2 separate regions of the Columba livia genome follow, and region 2 is linked to region 1. Evidence: chromatin contacts called from public Hi-C data. All regions are on one chromosome and are shown on one strand. The core of a region is the stretch at or near the end of the contact, and the rest is flanking DNA. Distances in the headings are between cores, read along the strand shown.

Region 1 (6,561 bases), core at 1,644-4,143:
ACTTTAGCGCATGTCGATGCCTGGGGTCCCACACACCTTCTCCTCCAGTGCCTGCACAGGGACGTGGGGACGGTCCCCTCTCCCTCCCCATCCCAGGAGATCCCGCGGTCCGGAGCAGACGTGAGGAGCCAGTGCCGGAGGGGAGAGCGTCCTGGGGGTGCAGGACCCGGCCCCAGCCCGGGGTGAGCCGGTGAGGGTGACTCAGCCTCTACTGGATCCAGACCCAAATCTAAGATGCAATTATGACTTATAAATATTTGTATTTTGTTTTCCTCTTTTGCAATCAACTCTTTTCCTACAGGCTGCCCTACAATCATAGTTTTCATCTCTGGCAGTGCTGGCCTGTTGCTGGAAGGCAAACAGCAAAGACACTGTGTCTTTTAACACGCCGGACCACGTCCACGAAATAATCTTATTTGAAGAAGATGCCAACATGCAAATTTAAAATGGCAAATAGATACTCTCTAAAACTAGTCTCTTATCTTTTGGGCTCAGATTCAGGAATGTGCCCTCACAGGACTCTGACATTAAACACGCAGCTCTGGCGATAATGCGATTTAAGACCATTTAAGTTGAAGCAACGCAGCAAAACCTCAGTGTGTCCCTGACTCAGCCAGGAAGCCCTGAGCCTGACAGACACCCCCAGCCGCCTGCTTTCCCTTCCCTCCTGCCCACTCCAAGTATTTATCTTTAAACAGTCTAATCCACAATTATTTTTTCTTTACCCAAGTAAGGATTTCAGTCTCTTCCCTGAAACTTGTTTCCTTCAGATGATTCTTCTTCTCCACTTTTAAACAGCACCGATAAAACCCACCCCAGGGAGGGGAAGAGGAAACAGAAACTGAAAACTGTGTACTTTCAAATGATAATAAAAAAAACAGCACTGGATATTTCTGGTGGCTCGGTTATGACGGCACATCTTGAAATTATGTTCTAACAAGAAATCAAGATGTGCCCAGGTATTCCTGTGCTTTCTTGCTGACCTTTACACAAGTTTAATCAGGAAAAAGAAGAATGAGAGTTACTACAGGCATGAGTAAGTATGTGACTCCTTCCCCCTCCAGGTGTGCAGATCAAACTGCTCCATGAGGCTCCTGAAATCCTCCTGACAGGTAAGAGGGTGCTTCTGGGTCCAGTCATTGACCTGAGTCCTGATCCCTGCAATCTCTGTGGATTTACAACAAAACATCTATTCATCTCCAGCCAGATTTATTTTTAAGCGTTCCCTTGGCAAGCATGAATAAGTTTTGTCTGATGGCTTCTGTTCCTGAGGCTAGCTGCAGTTTGCTCACTGCAAATTCCAAATATATTTGCACGAATCATTACTATTAATAATATAATGGTTGTGTGCGATATGCTGGACAGACGCAGAAGCAGCCGCGGCTCTTGCCCTGGGATTTTATGATCATTGAGCTTTACAGCCTTGCAAATAGTGAGTGTGTGATGGCAAACAATCGGCACCGTGTTAGAGAAGCTGCAGTTAGAAGCTCAGGAGCTGATTTACTAAGGGGGATTGACCAGAATAACTCCTGCAGTACAAGCCATTTGGCAATATTTCATGCTAGAAATGCTAATTCTGGACATTCTCTTCCGCATTAAGCATCCGGGCTGCAGGAGCCGAGCGGTAAATGCCAGCGTGCGCAGGTTGTGGGATAAAAAGGGGCGGCTGAGAAGAAATCACCAGGAGGGCTCAGAGCCCATCGTGTCCCTCAGTGCGGTGACAACCTGCTGTGCCAAAGGGGCCCTTAACCCCAGCGCCGAGGTGGCCCCAGCCAGGAAGTGTCACTGCAAAATTCCCCCGGGGAAAGGACAGAGGGAAACCACTGACTGGGTGACGTGCAAATGTTTGATAAGGAGGCACCGAGTTCAAGAGCTGGGGGGGAAATTATTAATATCTGCATGTTCAATAGAGCCACAACATTTCCCGTCAGGTTTCTGACTGATAAAATACAATGTCTCGATACAATCTGAATTAGGTATCTTGGAATAGCTCATTCAGGCAAAAATCTGACAGTTTCTGCTTCTTACCTCAGCTCAGCAGAAAAGCCGCACACAAAACATTAGCATTTCCCAGTGGTGGAAACTCTGCTTTTTGGCCAGTCTTAGTATCAATAGAAAAGAACGGTTCAAAAAAGTCCATGGGAACTCACCCAGATGAGGGTTAGAGCCCTGGGTCCGGCTCGCTTTGCTAACGGAGCAGCAGAGGGATGGCTGGCTAGCACAGAGCTCTGGTAGCCACATCCAGGTGCCCCTGCCCTGGGGCTGCAGCGTTCCCGACAGCAGAGGAGTCTCAGGCACCCAGAGCCGACACAAGGGTGTTTCCCCTTAATCGTCTTGGTCCTTTGAGCGAGGGATGGGCTGAGGAGGCCAAAGTCTGAATCTAAAAAATTTAAACCATATGATGTTTGGATCCGTGCTTAGTTTAAAGTGAGCTAAATTAGGGGGGTGGTAAGGAACAGAAATGGTTGCGGTTTTTCCCCTTCTCTCAAAAACTGGTTCCCCTACGGTTCCCTCCACCGCAGAGGCCTGCCACTTGGGGACATCTGCTTCAGCCACCGCAGCATCACAAGGAGCCACTCCGTGGGGACCTCAGCCGCCAGGACCCTCTCCCGTGCAGACCCCAGCAGTCGCGGTCCAGCCGCTCCGCTGCAGCATGGGTCCCCCCAGCACACACCGACGTGCAAGAGCTGCCCATGGGGAGCAGGAGGGACGCGGCCCCACAAGTCCCACGGGTCCTGCCCACGCTGCCGCAGTGGAGGCGCAAATAACAGCAGGAAGCGTCTGGAGCCGGTTCCCCGAGCCCAGCGAGCGGCTCTGCCCCGTGAGAGCTCGCTGGTGCCTGTTGTACTCTGGACTTTGGCTCTTGGCAAGGTGAATTCACAAGCCTGGGATGGGTTTTGCAGAAGCAGCAGCCAAAGGGAAAGCAGAAGGAACAGGCTGTGAGACAGCTTGGGCCAGCGCTGATGCCTTGTGTGGTCCATGAACCGGGGCAGGCTCAACTCAACACGTACAGAGTTGGCACCTCAGAGGCTCGGGCAGCCTTCTGGCAAGAAACAAGGGGACAGCCCGAGGCACAGGTTTCACAAATAAAGAATGCTGTGTTCAGCATGTAAACAGGACTTCCAGCAGAGCAGGGCACTAAGGACACGGTTCCTCGCTTACCACTGGAGAAAGGAAGAAGTGAAAGCCCTTCAACCCTTCCACCCACAGCACCCTGCTTTGGGAGCCGAGCTCTTTGAGTGCGACAAGACACATCAACCAGCCAACAGGTGGTTTTAAAAATCAAAGCAGATGTGATCTAAAGCAGGTTTACCTTGTACCTGCCAGCCAAAAAGGCTGGACACGAGCCACGGAGGAACCTGTCAGCCTCTCTGCTCCAACCACCCGCTCTGCATCTCTGTGGTCCTCAGTGGGACTGTGGTTTCCCTGTGCTCCTGCCTCCAGCAAAGTCGAGTGCGAGGAGCATCAAAGTCACTCCCGGGCCTGCGGGCACTAAATGAAACCGGGGAAGCTGGGAGGAGGGAAGGGAGCACTGCGAGAGGCTGGGGATTGCATAAGACAAATCTGCATGTGCTGGCCAGGAGCAGGATCTGAACGGGTGGCGTGAAGCACGCGCTGCAGCATAGCGCACACTGATCGCAAGAGCTCGGAAGCACAATGTTTGATCATTTTAACTCCTCAAGGGCAGACTGATGTGCGTGGCACAGCTTCCCTGGAATACCTGGGGCTCAAGGTGGAGAGCGGTCCTTCTCCAGCAGTTACACCTGCTGCTTGAAAAAATCCTCAGCAAAGAGAAACTTGCTAATGGGGCTGATGACAAGGGGACACCTTTCTCCGTCCCAAATGCTTCTCCATGTGTTCTTTCTTTGTGTCAGTCCTTGTAACAGCAGATACCCACAGTCTGTCACCAGCAGGTAAAATTTGGCTGCAAGGACAGAAGAATTGCAATGGACGTGAGTCTACAGGGTGAATGCACCAAGAAGGGACATGGGGATGAATTACAGTGACAGAAAAGCCACAAGTTGGGAAGAAACAACGTGAAATGGGAAAATCAGCTGATTTTCAAGGCAGAGGCAGGAAGCAAAGTTCATTGCCCTGCAATTGCCAGCCCCAAGCAAGAGACATTTAGACCAGCTACTGCACACTGGCCTGGGTAGCAAATGCCAGAAAACAGCCGCACAAACAATGGCTCAAAAGCCACAAACTACCAGAGGAGAAGAGCAGGACCCTGGACCTGCAGTAACTGCCAGTTTAAGGAGAAATGCAAATATTGATTACAACCCTTGTCTCTTGCCAGAGAGAAAGGGAACGCTCCCCAAGTGAAACGTCCTTCTGGCTGGATGAGGAAGAGGAGGAGGGTGAGATCCCAGCCCAGTGCCAAAGCTGGTGACCAACCTCATCACCAAACAAGCAGCCATGCTCTGTGCTCCAGTACACTCCATTCATCATCCCATTTTCTCACTGCAGTCAGTCTCTGATGCCTCATGAGATTAATAAACAAACAGTGAAATCAATACAGTCATCTCGATCCCTGAAGGCCACAGGCTGTGAATAATATGACTTCCGCCTGAAAGAAATATCGGTGTATAAGAGAGGCTCCCAAGAGAGGAGTCCAGCACCCCAGCTCTCAGCTGGCCAAAAATGAACATGTACACACAAGGGAACAGTTCAGCAGTGCCCTGGGAAACAGGGTCACCGAGCAGGTCCTCCCCTCCTACAGCTTCCCGATTTTCTCCTCCAGCATCATCACATCCAGGCCTGATCACCCCTGAAACCCAGGCACTGAAGGAGTATTTTCACATGCTTCATGACAGGCTCCAAAGTAACCTCAGTTTATTGACTAGACAAGGGGGCAGCTCTGCAAACATCAGTCATGTTCAAATCTGGCCTGAGGCCCTCCCGTTCCTGTTGGGAGGGAACCTCACCAGAATCTCTCTGAAGCAGAAAAAGCGTGTGTATGAGAATGGAAGTAAATTAGGTCTGAACAAGATTAACAGGGATTTAATTGAACTATGTGAACTGGAGCTCCAGTCACAAGCAACCTATTAGGCCATCTCAAGGGACTGTGCCGCTTGCACTGGAGGAGCGCAGGGAGCGCTGTGAGCGTGGGACAGCTCAGGGGACAGCGATGGCCACGGCTCTCGAGACGAGTGTGGCCAGATGGGCAGAGCTGCTTGAACACGATCGAAAATGAAACAAGGAATTCTCAACTGCCAGCTGTGCTTCTCCAGTGCTGAGGCTTGGCCTGTTGAGGGAAAGGAACTTCTGAAGATGTATTAGCAGAGGAAGCCCAGCTCTCAGCCCAGCGCCTGGGCCTTGGGTGGCGGAGCAAGGTGCTGCTCACCGAGGTGCTGCCTACCTGGTATCTGGAGACAAACCTTTGAAAACCTCCCCTTCAATAAAAGCGACTTAATGAGGTCTCCAGCTCCCTTTGGGATGTTAATTACAAAACAGCCCGGAGAAAAGTGCTTGGCAATTAAAGGAGTCACCACACTAGTCCCATCTCTCCTTTTGGTTTTCTGGTGAGGGAACAACAGACGCTTTGGCTACCACGCTGGTCCCACTTTGGCTACCACGCTGGTCCCACGGCGGCCAAGAGGAGCCACCAGACAGCTCTGTGCTCCAGCCTTGTAAACCTGAGCTGCAACCATACCCCGAGGGGCTACTGAAAATCCCCATTATCAGCCTACTGAATCCACATCTAATCCCCTGCTGGTATTATTGTCAAATGATGCCTTTATCACTGTTACATTCATGGGGTTCTCAGAGCCCAAATCTCTCATGAGAGATAAATTAATTTCATCATTGCACCATTTCCTCTTTCCTTCCAGGAAGGTGAAGCTGTACTGGGAGAAACTTTGCTACTTCCAAGTCAAACACAGATCCATATGTCTGACAATATTAACTAACCAATTTCCCACGGATTAAAGGATCTGAAGTGCTTTCCCTTAATGGATCATTTTTATGAATAGGTTATTTATGTCTCTGTGTTCCTATAGTCTGAGAGTTCTGACAGCTTTCACAATGAATGCATGGAAAGAAGTGGCACGACTTTAAAAAGAGATTTCTTGCTAAACAAAGAGATTCTGATTGTCTTTATGACACATTTCAGGAGTAACTAAAATACAAGGGATATTGGTAATCCCTAAAAACATACTATAAATTGAGCTAATGAGAGCATTCAAATAGGTATAAAGCTGTTAAGGACAGGGAAATCTATCATAATCCCTTTCCCCCCCAGCAAAAACAAACCCCAATATCCATGATTTCTACTTAGCAATGAGTAAGCCAGCCTGCAAATAGCTAGATGTAGATGTCGATGTAGTACCCTGCTAGTTTGGGTAACAACCACACAGTGCTCATCACTACCTGGTTCTTAGCTGTAGAAGCGCTTCTATATTCCAGGTAATGTGTGTGCTACTCTTTCCATAGTTGCAATTCTGTTAAAGCATCAACCCCCCACTTTAGGTGACCTGCAGAAAGCCAGAGTTGTTAAGTAAAACAACCACCATCCTCATTTATTAAAATGGAAGAAGTGATCTGCTCTACCTACACAGGGCA
Region 2 (6,561 bases), core at 1,792-4,291, 46 kb before region 1:
GCAGGTGTTCGGTGGGGTCCAGCAGAGACCCCCAGGCCAGCACCCATGGGTGCAGCTGGTGCCACAAGCCAAACCAGCCCAAAATAGTGCAAGTAACACAGCACCACTGCAAACGCGACCGTCACTTGTGCAGGGAAAAAGGTCCCTGTGCTGAGCATGACGAGGGCAGCCTGGGAGCAGCTGGAGCTGCCACCAGCCAAAGGCTATTCCTGCATGGTGCCATAAACCAGGAATTTAAACAGCCTGCAAAGAGTTCAGCCCAGAATAATGGCAGAGCAGGAGGGAAACCATCCCGGGCTGGATTCACACCTGCCTGGCCATTGAGGGAGTCACTCTTATCACAAACATCAAACACATGGGCCAGACAAGCAGAAAACCCTGTGGGAAATGTGGGTGGCCCTGCAGCCATGGCTGGATGGTTTTTAAACACCTGGGAAATCCCAAAATCTTAATGTTTGAGGGTTTTTTTTTCTCCTTAGGCTATTTCTCTCCTTTCCCTATATGGCCTCTTTAGGAATGCCACTGGAGCTGGGCGCTGGTCACCTGCTGACAGGTGTCTGCAGAGAGAGGGGCTGGAGCACTCGCAGCAGCCCGGGCTTTGCTGCCAGCAAGCGACATGAAAATAAGTGTTTAAGGGGAGAGGCCATGGCAGCACCTCTGCTCTAAGTGTGAGAGGCAGCACCAGGGATCACACAAAGAATGGTGCACAGGGCTGCAGGCGCACACCCCACTGCAGCACCAAAAACCGGGGCCCCTTGGGGCTCCACAGGGCTCAGTCAGCAACACAAGTGCACTGCTGTGGGTGACAAGGGAGCAGCCTGCAAGCAAGCTGTGCAGAATGCAACCCCCCCCCTCTCCCCCTCCCTCCTTCAGTATGGAAGGAGTGGGCACATCTCCCTCTTTCTCTGCTACTTGAGGCTAACAGCTTCTTTTGTTTGGCCCCAGAGCACCCTGGCCAGGGCCATTAGGAGAAGGGAGTGCTGAGGCACACTGAGCCGTGCCCAGCGTGGGGGATGTTTGGAGGCTTCAGGGACACCCACAGACAGTGTGGGGGTGCAGAGAAGCTTCTAGAATGCCTACAGTCAGATCTGATCAGCCAGTATATAAACAGGACTCTCGTCGAGACTCCGCCCATTGTGCGGGTCTCTCGGAGCACAAGCAAGATGCTGCCGCCAAGAGCCCCCTCCCCGGATGGGGACTCCGCTTGCCTCGCCGCCACGGGTGTGAGTAAAACTTCTCGCAGGATTGCCAGTATATTTATACTTTTCGTGCACATATGCATGTATAACTTTCCGCGCTCCATATAAGTGCGTGTAAAATTAATCCTCGCTCAATCGCGAGTGTATTTTCCTCCTGTGCACATATGCACGAGTAACTTTCCGTGCACATTTGCACGCGTACTTTAAATTATTTCCTCGCACAATCGCGAGTGTATTTTCCTTCCATGCACACTTGCATGCGTAACTTTCCATGCCCAATACGAGCACGTGTATAAATTATTTCCTCGCACAATTGCGAGTGGCCGCCGAGAGCCCCTCGCACAGTTGCGAGTGTATTTTCCTCCTGTGCTTCCACATAAGCACCCCTCAGTTCCAGAAGGACAGGGAACTGCTGGAGAGGGTCCAGCGTAGGGCAACGAAGATGATTAAGGGAGTGGAGCATCTCCCTTATGAAGAAAGGCTGAGGGAGCTGGGTCTCTTTAGTTTGGAGAAGAGGAGACTAAGGGGGGACCTTATCAATGTTTATAAATATATAAAGGGTGAGTGCCATGAGGATGGAGCCAGGCTCTTCTCGGTGGCCAACAATGATAGGACAAGGGGTAATGGGATCAAGCTGGAACACAAGAGGTTCCGCTTAAATTTGAGAAGAAACTTCTTCTCAGTGAGGGTGACAGACACTGGAACAGGCTGCCCAGGGAGGTTGTGGAGTCTCCTTCTCTGGAGACATTCAAAACACGCCTGGACATGTTCCTGTGCGACCTCACCTGGGCGTTCCTGCTCCAGCAGGGGGATTGGACTAGATGATCTTTTGAGGTCCCTTCCAATCCCAAACATACTGTGATACTGTGTAGGATTCCGTGCACGCTTGCACGTGTAAGTAAATTAACTCTCGCAGGATTGCGGGTGTATTATAAATTTACCCTCGCGGAATCGCGAGTGTACACTTCCCGTACTCACTATGAGTGCGCGTATCTCTTTAAAAATAATCCCGCACCATATTTAGGCAAGTGTGTATTTCTCCAGGACACAGGGACAGCTCCGGCATTGTTTGGGTGAAGCCACGTGCATGCACGCTGTGGACCACCTCTTGTATTAGTTGCTGCCCCTTAAATAATTTTCCTCAGCTGATATCCGAACCTTTATTTAAGTGACTTTTGGAGTGCTAAAACCCTGTTTCTCACCGGTTTAACAAAAGTTGGTTTTGGACCTTGTTGTCCCTTAAATTAACCTACGGGGTGCCTCCGTGACACAAGCCCAGAAATAGAATGCAATGAAGTGCAAGAAAGCACAGATTCAACGTGTCACACGGTGCGAACACCGTGTGTGAACAGCACGAAGCGTGCAAGGATACGTGCCAACCGCATGCAAAGAAAAGCCTGCAGAGAGCATGCAACCCCACGTAAAGCATGCAAAAAGCAGGCAGCCCTGCAGAAAATCGTGCCAGCTGCATGCAAACAGCGCAGTGCCCCGCGACGCGCGAACCGCGCAGGCGAACGGCGCACGGTGCGGAGCGGCACCCGAACAGCTGCCAACATCTGTGCGAACGGCGGTCACAGTGTGCAAACCGCCTGCAACGGCGTGCGAGCACCTCCCGTGCGGCGCCGTGCCAAAGCGGCTTGCGGGCAGCACGAGCAGTGCGCAAACGGCACTTAAAATAGTAAAAATAATAATAACATCATTTTTCAAACGCTCAAAACACCACCGGGCGCAGGCGCGCCACCTCCCCGCCGCGCAGGCGCAGTGCCCGCCGCGCGGGGCTGCCCGCGGCGCCGCCTGACAGACGGGCGTTTTCCCCCGCTCCCCCCAGCCCGGCCGCCGCCACCGGAGCGCAGCCCAGCGGCGGAGCTGCTGCGCGGCGGGGCCGGGCCGGGCCGTGCCCGGGACAGGCGCGCAGCGGCCAGGCGCGGCGGGGTCCTGGCGGGCGGCGGCGCCCTGTCGGGGCGCGCAGGCGGGGGCGGCCCCGCGGCCGGTCCGAGCGCGGCTGATCCTTCGCTCCTCGGGGCGCGGACGAGCCCGCGGCGGAGGCGGCCCCGGGATGGCGGCGTGAGGCGGCGGCACCGCGCCGTGAGTACGGGCCGCGGGCGGGCCGGGGCCCAGCCTGCCTGCGGGCCGGCGGCGGGGGGAAGCGGAGGCATCGAGGCGCGGCCTGGGCGCTGCGGGCGGGAGCGGCTCCGCCGGGGGTGACGGTTCGTGGGGTTTGGGGGCCGGAGGAAGCGCTCGGGGCGGGTCCCGGTGCAGTGGTCACAGGGGGCCGGGTCCAGCCCACCGGGAGCACCATAACATAGGTTGTCACCAACCTGAGATGGAAACAGCAGCGTCTGCTTTACCCAAAAAGCTCCTTTTCCTCCCCTCTGTAGCTCCAGCCTCAGGGTCAGGCACGTCTCGCAGGTCACTGTGCACCTTCCCAAGGCAAACCTGGCCCGTTACTCCCCACAGCAGCACAACCCTGACATCCTTTAGTCTGGCGGGGAGCACAGCGCTCCCGGTGCTCGCTGCCCTGCGACCCCCCGGGCACGCTGAGCCAGCTCCTCACCGCGCTTTGCAGCTGTTGTGCTGTACAAACATTGCTCGTTACGTCCTGAACACGCAAGTGCAAGAGAAGATGAAAACAAAGCTCTCAAATGCAGTCTGCAGCACACCAAACTCCTACACTTCATTACCCCTGTACTGAACCTGCAAATACTGTCACAGTGGGGTAACCTCTGCCCTTCCATCCTGTGTGTCTTAACTCCCCAGAGCCCCCCGCCAATACTGCATCTTTACCTGGCACGCAGAAAACTGGCCTTTATCAGGCTGCATTCAGAGTGCTGAAGCCTGTCGAAGGCACAAAAGGTAGAGAAATTATCCAAAACAAAACTAAAGGTAATTATGTTTTTCAGGGAACTTGAAGTGGGCCTAGAATTCATCATCTTTGGCAGTTAAACAAAGGCAGAGGGCAGGAATGAAGAGCACAGAGAATTAATAAATAAGTACAAACAAAAGTAGCAGTACATCTGGTGACAACTGTTGATGTTGACATTTCTTCCCACCACAGAGCTGACTTAAGGTTCTGCTCCTGTGATTTACCGTGCAGAGAAACGCAGATCATTCTGCTGCTGTCCTGCTCACAGGTGGGGGTTTACTCACCCTGTTGCTGTACGTGAACTGCACTACCTCTGGACACAGGCTAATTAATCCCCCAGTCAGTAATGAAGCTTGGAGAGCAGCTATGGAAGTGATGAAACAAGTGGCTCAGAGAGCCTCTGCTCTTCATGAAATTAATTGCTTTGGTTTGTCTCTAGTTTGAGAAATCAGAATGCTTAGTAACCCCAAGGCTTGGTTAGTCAAGGATTTGTGGCTCTTTTGGAAACTGTTCGCAATTATATTGCACCATTGCTGAGCCTGCATCAAGTGTTGAAGGCACAAACTTATCAAAGACTGAGGCAAGGCCTTTGCCGAAAATTGAAGACTTGCTTCTTCCAGCTGAGTCATACCAGCAGATAAGCTTTGAAAAAGTAACAGCAAAGCCAAAAAAACCCTGAAGGAGGTTAAAATCCTGATATTGCAAATAGGTCTTAAAAGTTGAACAGTTATGGTTCTTGTTTTTTTTCAGAGAAAGGGTTGGCATCTAAAAAGCTGGTGTGCTGTTGCTTTTCTTAGCTGAACTCAAGCTCATCAACTCCTCACTTGATAGCTCTTTCACTTCTCCCCCCCCCATGCTTTGGATACTATAATTTTTAGCAGCTGTTTTGCATGCTACATGGTACTTGAGAGGCAGTTTTGAACCCACGCTGGCAGCATGAAGCACTGCCCACACACAGCAGTTCAAGTTCCATGGCTGTGACAGGGTTTTTGATTTACACGATTTTATGCAAACTCTACTACAGGTGAACCTTACAGGTAAAAAACTCAGTGCAAGTCTCTGAGATCTCTTAAGTTTATGTGCACTGTGCAACTTGAGAGATTTTTTATCTAGACAACATGGTTATTCATACCCAAGAAGAAACTTCGGTTTCTGGGAAAAGGGGAGATTGGCACCACCACCTCCCAATAAAAGCATTACTTTATCTTTTATTGCATACCTTTAAGTGACTGTTTCTGTAGCATCTGCTGGGGAAGTTCCTTGTGGACAGTACTGGCTTAATAGCTGCCTTAGTAAGGTCTGAACAAGCTTACCTTTTAAGTGATTAGTGAAAGCTGGCTGATTATTCTCCCCTGTCAGGGTGAATGGGCTGTTAAGGAATTAAGACATTCTTGAGAAAGGTACAGACTTGGTGTTAGCATACTGATAAAACCATGTATAAAGCATACAGTGTAGGAACACCTCTCAGCCTCTTAGTTGCTGAACTGGCTTGTAGAACATCAAGGAACAGCTTGCTGACTCAGATGGATTTATTCTAAAATGTAACTGATCCATTGCAAAGCACTACAGACTTGAGCTGTGCTACTCACTTTTGACTTGTCATGGTTAAAGTTTTGTTTCTGGCTGTAAAGATGTGACACTACCCTCACGCTGGAATTTGAACATCCTCCCAGCAAACACACACCAGTGGGACCTGCTGGTTTTGAATAGTCTTGGAAGATGACAGAAGGAAGGGCTGTGAACACAATGGAAGCCAATTAATGAGCATGTGGAGTGCTGGTGCTTGCTTACGAGGTGCGCAGGGAACCTCTCTGGGCTGCTCCTCTGCCTGCAGGAACTGTCAGGGAGGTGGTTCTGGCAGCACAGGGAGATCAGATGGAGCTGTGCAGTGCCGACTGCGGGGAGAGGAGTGGGAGCATCGCCTGCTCGCTGCTGCCGAGGGGTCTGAAGCGAGTTCAAGCAGCTCCACGAGCTGCAGAGGAGCGAGAGGAGGCAGCGGTGGTGCGGTGAAAAGGAACATCTGGTAAACACGAGTGGCTGCCAAGTCAGATGACTGGAGCAGGAGCATGTCCTGCAGGGTGGCAGGACAGCAGGCTGGCTGGGGAAGGAGATGAGTCAGGCAGGGGAGAACGAGAGCAACTGGTTGAGGAAAAGCAGGATGCAGTTGTGAAACTGGGAGCTGGCAGAAGTTCTGTTGGGTGACAGGTTGTTGTTTGCCCTGGGACGCGGTAATCTGTAGCTTGGATCTTGAGGAGGGGACAAAGAAAACAAGGTAGGAATGTCTTGTTTGTAGGTTTCACCTTGCTTGAGTATCTAGCAAAACTGAATACTGTTGTGGCTTTGAGAAGGGACTGCCTGTCCTGGGCACCAAGAGGAGTCCCTGTTCCCTGCTCAGTAGAGCTGATAGCAGGAGATGCTGTTTCTTTTGGCTTGGTAGCATGGAAAGAGCACTTGGACTCATTGCCAGCTGTATAAAGAAATCTCCAGTGAAAAGCTAAG

The links. Hi-C and Micro-C count contacts between places; a contact is called where the count stands out from the background.
Region 2: a contact with region 1 is called in a Hi-C map of crop, with 2.1 times the contacts expected there. The contact joins the promoter of BLCAP here to the enhancer-like site in region 1. A contact is called at or near these places in 2 of 2 Hi-C or Micro-C datasets (crop and liver).

Annotation. Positions count from the first base shown.
Region 1 is chr16:4,566,688-4,573,248 of bColLiv1.pat.W.v2, reverse strand. No RefSeq gene overlaps it. Among named protein-coding and RNA genes, the nearest start is that of SRC, 5.3 kb to the left of the region's middle. Within about 2 kb of position 2,893, at least 1 of the 3 cell types and tissues checked has an H3K27ac peak away from gene starts, as active enhancers do.
Region 2 is chr16:4,613,328-4,619,888 of bColLiv1.pat.W.v2, reverse strand. It overlaps BLCAP (BLCAP apoptosis inducing factor), which reads left to right and starts at 3,041. Exons shown (of 2, transcript XM_065031935.1): 1 at 3,041-3,406.